Regions from separate parts of the Sus scrofa genome. Here region 2 is linked to region 1. Evidence: chromatin contacts called from public HiChIP or PLAC-seq data. All regions are on one chromosome and are shown on one strand. Each heading gives the region's core, a stretch centred on a gene start, on an enhancer-like site or on the middle of the called end of the contact. The rest is flanking DNA. Distances are from core to core; before and after follow the strand shown. Region 1 overlaps HES6 (transcription cofactor HES-6). Region 2 overlaps ASB1 (ankyrin repeat and SOCS box protein 1).

What was found. HiChIP or PLAC-seq counts read pairs in DNA pulled down with a chosen protein or histone mark.
Region 2: a contact with region 1 is called in an H3K27ac HiChIP or PLAC-seq map of alveolar macrophages. The contact joins two enhancer-like sites. A contact is called at or near these places in 2 of 47 Hi-C or Micro-C datasets (heart right ventricle and retroperitoneal adipose tissue) and 1 of 2 datasets of contacts at active chromatin or transcription factors (alveolar macrophages).

The regions. Positions count from the first base shown.
Region 1 is chr15:137,781,769-137,786,320 of Sscrofa11.1, forward strand. It overlaps HES6 (transcription cofactor HES-6), which reads right to left. Exons shown (of 4, transcript XM_003359692.4): 4 at 4,040-4,552. Among named protein-coding and RNA genes, the nearest start is that of HES6, 3.6 kb to the right of the region's middle. Within about 2 kb of position 2,258, at least 5 of the 83 cell types and tissues checked have an H3K27ac peak or open chromatin away from gene starts, as enhancers often do. A contact at or near this core is called in alveolar macrophages and retroperitoneal adipose tissue, where this site is marked.
Region 2 is chr15:137,952,036-137,956,369 of Sscrofa11.1, forward strand. It overlaps ASB1 (ankyrin repeat and SOCS box protein 1), which reads left to right. Exons shown (of 7, transcript XR_002339448.1): 7 at 1-15. Among named protein-coding and RNA genes, the nearest start is that of ASB1, 23 kb to the left of the region's middle. Within about 2 kb of position 2,011, at least 51 of the 83 cell types and tissues checked have an H3K27ac peak or open chromatin away from gene starts, as enhancers often do. A contact at or near this core is called in alveolar macrophages and retroperitoneal adipose tissue, where this site is marked.

The sequences.
Region 1 (4,552 bases), core at 1,008-3,507:
CAAAACAAAAAAACAAGAGCTCTCGCTGTGGCTCAATGTGATCAGCCGCAGTGCCTTGGAAGCCTGGGATGCATTTTTCCATCCCTCGCCCCACACAGCGGGTTAAGGATCCAGCATTGCCGTAGCTTTGGCTTAGGTCGAGACTGCGGCTCAGATCTGATCCCTGACCCAGGAACTCTACATGCTGCAGGGCAGCCAAAAATTGAAAAAAGAAAAAAAAGACCGAAAAAGAGAGAGAGATGGAAATGACGGTTCCTGGACGCTGCTGGCAGGTGGGGCTGAAGGAAAAGGGGGTTTCTCCCTGATGGGTGACGATGCCGCTCTTGGGGGTCCAGACTCTGAAAGGAGGTGCAGGCTTTGCAGGAAAGGCTGAGTTCAGGCTGGGGCTTGCTGAGTCTGAAGAACCCGTGGGATATCCGAGGGCAAACTAGAGCTCCAGAGAGGCCTGGGCTGGATGTCCCTGCTGGAGTCAGTGGCACAGCAGGCGAAGCCGCGGAGACCGCATAGGCTTGGTCTCGAGATTAAGAGGTCTGAGGGAGGGAATGCGGGGCACATGCCATTTATGGGGTGGGGTGGGGGCCCTGGGAACAGCCCTGCCTAGAACTTGAGCAGGAATGAAGAGAAAGTGAGAAAACTAGCAGAGCACAGCATTTTAAGAAGCATGAAGTTATGGACAAGGTCAGATGCTGTAACACAGGTAAGATGGAAACCAAAGCGCCATCAGGACTCACTGGAGATTACCAGGAGTTTTCGGCAGGAAGCAGAAGCTTGAATCTGGCGTCTTAGACCACTTGGCCATCCTGACACACCAGAAGTTTTCAGGAGAATTGTGGGCAATGTGGGTCTTTCTGAAATTGTGTGACGAGCAAGCAGGTGAGGAAATTAAGAAAGGAGTCTATTCTCAAGAAACGCGACTGGGAAGGAAATGGTAGGACAATACCTAGGAGACCCTGAAGCGGTCTAAACAGGTTTCCTGGGATGGAGCGGACGGAAGGCAGAAGCTTAGGGTTCAACGAGTGACCAAGTCCATGGCATGGTTATTGCCCGAGACATCTGAGGTCCATGCTAGATGTTCCCAGGTTGATGAGAATGATCCAGAAGGGAGGAGCCATTGACGATGCTGGGAGAGAGCAGGGTCCATGGAGCAGGTCAGAGGGTACGGACCCCAATCCTGTGTGAAGGGCTGGCACTGCCCTGCATCTCAGTGGAAGGCAGAATGCCTGGGCGGAGGCGCAGGTGGGTGTGGTCAGCAGAGTAATGGCTCCCCAGAATGTCCACACCCTCATTTCCACAGCCTATGACGAGGCCGCCTTACATGGCAAAAGAGGCTTTGCAGATCTCTTTGAGGGTTAAGGACCTTGGAGCTCCCATTGTGGCTCAGCACTAACAAACCTGACTAGTGTCTATGAGGACAAAGGTTTGATCGCTGGCCTCACTCAGTGGGTTAAAGGATCCGTCATTGCCATGTGCTGTGGTGTAGGTCGCAGACGCAGCTCAGATATGATATGGCGTGGCTGTGGCGTAGGCTGGTGGCTACAGCTCCGCTTTGCCCCTAGCCTGGGAACTGCAATATGCCCCAGGTGCGGCCCTAAAAAAAAAAAAAAAAAGTTAAGGACTTTGAGGCAGGGATTATTCAGGTGACCTCAAAGACATCACGGGTCCTTACAAGTAGAGAGACCAGCGGGGCAGTGGAGGAGGGTCAGAAGGAAATGTGGTATAGACGTGTCAGGTGTAACGTGGCTCCTTTGAAGCTGGAGGAAGGGGGCCACCAGCCCAGGAATGTGGACGGCCTCTGGTGGGAAAAGGAAGGGAGTCACCCTCAACCTTCAGCCGGAAGTGCAGCTCTGGCTTGACCTTAGCCTGGTGAGTCGTCTCAGACGTCTTATGGAACTGCCCGAGAATACAGTCACATTGCTTTGGGACACCAAGTTTGTGGCAGTTTATGGCATTCATAGAAGACTAATACCACAAGCCAGGGGTTTGAAGTGGGAAGGAGGCAGTTCCCAGGAATGATGAAGCAGGGCTACCAAACACCTAGAGCAAGGCTGTGAGGGCTTGGAGGGGCTTTGAGAGGAGGGGGTGCGAAAGGCTCGTCCGGCAGAACAGGAAGGAGAGCAGGCTGGAAACCAGTGGGCCCAGGCTGCACAATAGGCAGAAGCTGCCCTGGCCCCACGGAGGCTGCCAGTGGTCTCTGCTCTGGGAGCCACGTTTGTTGAGAAAGAAAAGCGGCTTCTCTCAAGGGCTTCAGGGAAGCTGACTCACGGGTGGGCGGGGGCACAGGGCCAGAGTTCTGGGTTAGTGGCTTCTGACCTCAGGAGGGCCCTGGTGTCGGAAACACCTCTCTCTCCAGCTCAGCCGCCTGTATTTTTTGTTGTCGTTCTTCCTCTTTTGGCTGCCCCTGCTTGGGAGTTCCTGGGCCAGGGATCAGATACGAACCATAGTTACGACCTAAGCCCCAGCTGCGGTGAAGCCAGATCCTTAGCCCACTGTGTCGGGCCAGGGATCAAACCCGCATCCCAGCGCTCCCAAGACTCCGTCATTCCCCTCGCACCACAGCAGGAACTCCCAGCCTCCTGTACTGTGAACCCCATGGCCTGGGCTCCCTTCCTACGGCCTCTGGGAGGATGTGCCAAGTCTGGGCACCAGTGTAAAGAGTGGTTCCTTCTAAACAGTCCCTGGCTGATGCTCCCCAAATGGCATCAGAGCTCATGACAGTGGCCTCTGGTTGCTGCTGGGAGTCACAGGGGACAGAGGTCTCACAGGTGGACCTGGTGGACATGACCTCTATCAATTTATCTGGCCGATTAAAATAATCCCAGGAATGTCTCCATCTCTCTTGAGCTCTTTTATGGACCTGCCTTCGCCACCTCACCCCCTCCATAACTCATCTCAGTCACTAAAATTAAGGTGCATCTGGTTAGAGCCTGGTGGCTGAGGCCTAAGACTGGATCACAGGGGAGCCATGGTGAAACACCCCTGGTGGCCAGGACCTGCTGAGGGGCTCTTGTTCAAAGGGCTCTGGGGAGAGTTGGTTTTTTTTTTTTTAGGGCCACACCCGCGGCACATGGAGGTTCCCAGGCTAGGGGGTCTCATCGGAGCTGCAGCTGCCAGCCTACACCACAGCTCACAGCAACGCCAGATTCGTGACCCACCGAGTAAGGTCAGGAATCAAATCCGCAACCTCATGGTTCCTAGCTGGATTTGTTTCCGCTGTGCCACGATGGGAACTCCGGGACAGATGTTCTTAAAGCAAAGGGCACACACAGAAGAGGCGACCAGGTGTCAATCCTCAACTGTCACACGTTGACCCCACCTGGGCATTGCCAACTCTAAGTGAGGACAACAACAAGCTGCTTTGGGGTCCTGGGGCGGGAGGTGCAGGGCTGGGCCCTCTGTGGCAGTGGCTCCTATCAACGGACCACAGGCTCTCTGCGGGCCCTGACCCAGCCCAAGGGGGCATCCCCTTCCTTTCAAGGTTTCTGACCTCCTGGGCCCAACTGGACCTCAAGTTCAAGCTGCCTAGGCGGGAAACTGGGTGGGTCTCCCCGACCCCAAGGTCACTGGCACTGGGGAAGCGGCCTCTTCAATCAAGAAAAGGGACAACCTCAGTAGATCACCATCTGCATCGCACTCATGGACCCAGACTTTTGAAAGGAACGTCCCAACCACAAGGCCGGCAACCAGGCATTCGTTTCATTCCCAGAAGCTCACGAGCAGAATGGTCCAGGGACAGGCCGTTTCCTTAGAGCTTGTTGCTCTGGCGACCGACTCGTGCAATGGTATCCACCACCAGGGTGCACCCAATTCCCGGGAGGGTGGGCCATGCCTGAGGACCTGAGGGGAAACCCATCTGGAACCACGTGGCCACAGGGAGGTAGAAGCACTGTCCACTGTGAGACCTGCCACAGCTGTCCCATCTGCACTGCCATCATCCTACTTATGTTGCTGACCAAGGGCGAGGTGTCCTAAAAACACAGCATTAGACACAGGAAAAAATGTGCTTGGTTTCGTATTTCTGCATTTGGCACATTAATGACACTGACTTTCCAAAATCCTTTATTTAACAGAATTGGAACAAACGCTGGCAACCTACTACACGAACTCAAGTGTGCTAAATGCAAGACATACAGGGAGCCTTGCTTCTCTCTGGCAGCTCTGGGCAAAGCTGCAGAATGCCTCCCTGTGTCCTGGCTGAATGGCAAGTTTGAGCTTCTGCTCAGACCAGGGCTGCCAGGGCCCGAGGTCTCCTTCTGCCAGGACACCCGTGCCCAGCTCAGCATTGCTGTCACCTTTGCCCCCAGACCCACACAGTGCCTGAGAAGTCTGGGACAGGTGAAATCCCGGAGAGCCCTGGCGACCCTGCAAGATCCTTCCTCCTGCCTGTAGGTCCCTCCCTGCACCCACCAGGGGCTGGTCCATAAATATTACTCCTTCAGGAAGCAGGGCTAGCGGCCTAGCTGGGCTGGTTATCCCTGCTGTTCACGGCAAGCCATCCTCTGGAGGAGGGTGGCAGAACCAAGAGACCCAGGACCCTGCCCCGACACACTTGGAC
Region 2 (4,334 bases), core at 761-3,260, 170 kb after region 1:
TTCATCTCCCGGTGACTCCCTGTGTGTCTCTGTGTTTTGCCGTCTCGGATGGTGTCTTCGTTCCTCACACCGTCCCCCCATCCGGAGAAATGGCCCCACTTTCTCTGTCCCCCACACCCAGCTGCACGTGTGTGCCGGTTTCCTGCACTCTCTGTGGTCTCTGCTTATGACCGTGGCACCCGCTGGAGTCTGAGATGGAGGCGTGAACTCTCTGAGCAAAGGTCTTCGTTTTCCAGACTCTTAAAACTGAACGCGGTCGCTTTCCACAGCGCCTTCCTGAGATCTGTCGAAATTACAGGCAATTTTAATTCTTTAAAAAAGCATTATCCCACTAGGATGACTATAAACAGCAACATTTTGGAAGCTCTCAAGAAAACAGATGAACAGTAACTGACTTAGAAATACCCGCGAAAACGGCCCTGTGAGAAAGAACTGAGAACATGTGCAAATCTGGTTTTATTGCAGAGCTGCCAGAGGCTCTGGGATTGGCAGGTCCAGGTACCTCTAGCAGTGTGTGTGGAAGAGTGAAAGCAGGAGGACTGGCTGGCAGCCAGCTTCAGAAGCAGTTGCAGCTCTCCACCGCACACAGTCGGGCAGTTGTCCCAGCCCCAGCCCAGCCCAGCCCAGGCGGAGGCGAAGGGAGTTGTGGCATCAGCCCTCCCCACGTAAAACCGTTGGCTCCCTTGGCTCTGGAAACAGGCTCTACCCTCCAGGCAGGAAATAAAGGAGAAAAGGCGTCTTGAGGAGTCTCACCAGCCTAAAAGGAAATAGCTTGAGATACGAACCGACACTGAATATGGCCAGTCCCCCCCAGCTAGTAGTGGATTCCAATACATAATTCAAGAGAATTCTGAGTGAAGGCTGGGTTTCCAAATTGTAAGGACCAGCCTCGTACTAACACAGTGGAAGGAGAAATAGCTTTGCCTTGGCACATCACCATGGAATTTCAGAACACTGGGGAGAAAGAGGACTCTGTAACTTCCTGAGAGTATGAACAAGACACCATACAAAGGATCAGGCTTCAGAACAGCTTTGAGGATCAGGAATCCTCAAATGCCACACTGGGCAATAGAGGGATTCGACCCTCTCAGAATTCTGAGGGAAATACATACAAAAGTCAAGCTGAAGACTTGCAGTTTCTTTAAAAACTTACACTCCACACATCCTTTCTTAGAAAACTATTAGAGGATGTATTATTCCAGAATGAGGGAGTAAACCAAGAAAGGAGAAAGCCTGGTATTCAGGAAATGTGGGTCCAACAAGAGAGGCAAGGTGACTCCGCAGCAGCGTGGTGAAAACTCTCAGGATGGCAGCCGAGCCTCAGGCACAGTAGATGCCCAGTCGGGATCAGATGTGCGGAGGCTGAGGCTCCGGAGAAGGTGTCTCAGTTACAGAACACCTGTGGTCTCTGCATATGTGGATAGGAGTTGGGCTTGACTTACTGACGAGTACCTAGGAAAGCAGGGGACAGAACTCCAAGGAACACGAGAGGCTGGGCGAGGCAGGAAGACGTTATCCCAGTAACACTGGAGGCCTCAGTCCTAATAACAGCAACCTACTACCTACCGCGCTGTTACGGGGGCATGGAAGGTGGAGTGTGTGGGGTAAAAGCTAGATACTACAGAGCAGAATTCATTACAACCAACGGAGGCAGCAACAAAGACAAAATGTGCGTCTTTCCAAAGAACTGAAACGATACACCTCCAGAGAGGTGTCAGGACAAAAAGCGTACAAATCCAGTATTTAAAAGGGAAATTTTACCGACCATGTAAAAAGATGAGAGGACATATTATAACAACTTTTTGATAGTAATGTGAGAATTCAGAAGAAACGGTCACCTTCCTAGAAAAACAACACCCAATTTAAGAAGGTGCTCTCACAGCCACCAGGGCAGCCACTGCCCTTCAGCAAGTGGCATTTAGTACTTGTCCCGGAAATCTTGGCGCGTCTCCTTTAAGAGGCAGTGAAGCCCCGCCCCGCGTGGGAACGCCATCTCTTAGCGCCCATTCTGACCTACGTCACACCCGTGTCGGGCCAATCCAGGAGGGGGTGTTCCTGTGCGTCCGGCGGCGTGGGGCGGGACTTCCGGAGCCGTCCTCCCGGGGTCGCTTCCGCCCTGGGGTCTGTGCAGCTCGGATCCAGCAGGGAGGTGCGTGGGGGCCGTGCCGGGGGATTCCCGGCTGGCGCCCCTCCTCTGGCAGGGCCGGGTGGTCTCAGGATGTGGCCCGGGAGGCCGAGCGGCGCCTTGATTGGGTTCGGGGCCTGCTGGTGGCGATCCGACGCGGGGAACGTTTCACTTGTGGCCCCGGGTGGTTGGTGTGAAGCAGAGGGGGCACCTTCTGAGCGCTGTGTTTTTGTAAGAGGGTGTCGGGTCGGGGCTCCCCACGCACGTCTGTCCACTCAGACCCGTACCGTGCGGCGTGTGGCCCAGGCTGAGGACCGGGGCGCCGCAGCCGGCAGAAGCTGCCGTCAGGAGGAAGCTTCCGTTTTCCCGGCGCCAAAGCAGCACCGCGGAGAAACCCTGCAAAAGCGGGCAGGGTAGGGCCTCGTGGAGCGCTGTGGAGCCACGTGTCAGAGAACGCCCTAGTGTGCGGGGGGGACAGGTTCCCCGGCGCTGGAAGACGGCGCCAGGCCAACCACAGGAGGGGGCGGCCAGGTAGGGGCGCGGGGGCGGGGAGCCCTTAGACCCTGGGCAGTGCATCCAGTGTGAGGGAGCCCAGGCAGCCCCAGCCGGGGGGGGGGTCTGAATGCACTTAACCCCCCCTCAGAATCCACACTGGCGAAGGGCCTTTTGAGTGCAGCCGCTGGGGGAAGGATGCATTCAGCGAAGAAAACACACTTGTTTGGTGCAGGACAGAAAGGCCCAGTTAGTGCAGTAAGTGTCAGAGAGCCGGTAGCCACACTGCTCGGCTCCCTCAGCCTCAGAAAGTTTATACTAGAGAAAGTCCCTTTGAATCCATGGAATGAGAGCCCTTTGCCAAAGGTCTGATTTAGCTCTGGGAAGTTCACAGCCTACAAAGGTGTTCAGAGTGCAGCAAACGTGGGAAGACCTCCTGCCAAAACTTCAAACTTGGGTTGCCTCAAAGTCTGTTAAGTCCGACCAGGGTGAGAAGGCATTAAGCTGCAGGTCCAGCCTCATTCACCCCTGACAGATTCACACACAGGAAGACCTCATGAATGCAGAGAAGGGGAAAAGCCTCTCCCCAAAGAGCTTCGTTCAGCCCTGGGATGTTCACCCCAGGGAAAGGCCTCTGAGAGCAGCTGTCGCGAGAAAACCTTCAGTCAAGAGCCTCACCTCGTAAAGCCTCGGGAGGTTCACCCCGGAGAGAGGACTTAAGTGTGCAGGAAATGTGCTCGCTCCTTGTTTGGTGTAACAGGACGCGTGCCTGAGACCGGCTGGCAGTATCCTCCGTGAGGATGCCGTGAGAAGAGAGGTTGAACTTCATGTGGTCAGATGCCCACAGGGGCCATTCCTAATGAGCTCTGGGTGTCGGGGGCGCCTTGAGGAGTTAGGTTGCACTTTCTCAGCTGCCCAGGACTCTTGCCATAGTTATCTCACTGTCAGTGCCTCTGCAGAAGCCATCTCACCATTGCCAGCTGGGAGGGACTTGAAACTGCTTGTTCCAGTCCCTGGAGGGGCCCTGTGAGCAGCCCCTTGTGAACAGAATTGGAGTCTGCCCGCATTGAGGGCCAAAGGAATTGACAGGGAAGAATACTGGACTTTCGGCCTATTTTATTGCTGCCCAGGACCTCCTGGGAGTGACTGAAGTGTCAGAGGCTTAATCCTGTGGCCTGGAAATCAGGATTGTTTGGGGTGTGGAGGTCACCCTGGGGGGGGGGGCGAGAGCCCCCAGTGCATCTCAGAACCCTGTCCCTTGTTCCCTGGCCCTGCTAAAGGGAGCTTTTCCTTAGCATCAGCCTAGGATCCTTGTCCCCTGAAGTTCAGAACCCGCTAGGCAGGTGTCATTGACCGTAACATCTACAGGGGCCATGTAGGAGCCATAATTAGTGCAGAAAGACCAGGTGTCATAGTTGGGAGTGGAGAAGACTGCGGCACAGTTAAGAGGGTGTTTGTGACCCTTTTACGTGGACGCTCAGAATTGTTCTAGTAACTCTGTCTCTGAGAGTGTGCAGAAATTCTCAGGATCTCCAAACGCATGTCTCTCCTACAGCCAAGTTCACTATCAGCAAATGATCTAATTTCTGCAGTAGTTGAGGCCACTCTAGGGCAGGGAAGGTCACTAGGTTGCCCTGGGCTTCTGGGCCAAGGCTGGCAGGCAGGAAGCCACCTGTTGGTATGCCAAGAAATTCGCTGGGAAGCTGCTTGCAGAGTT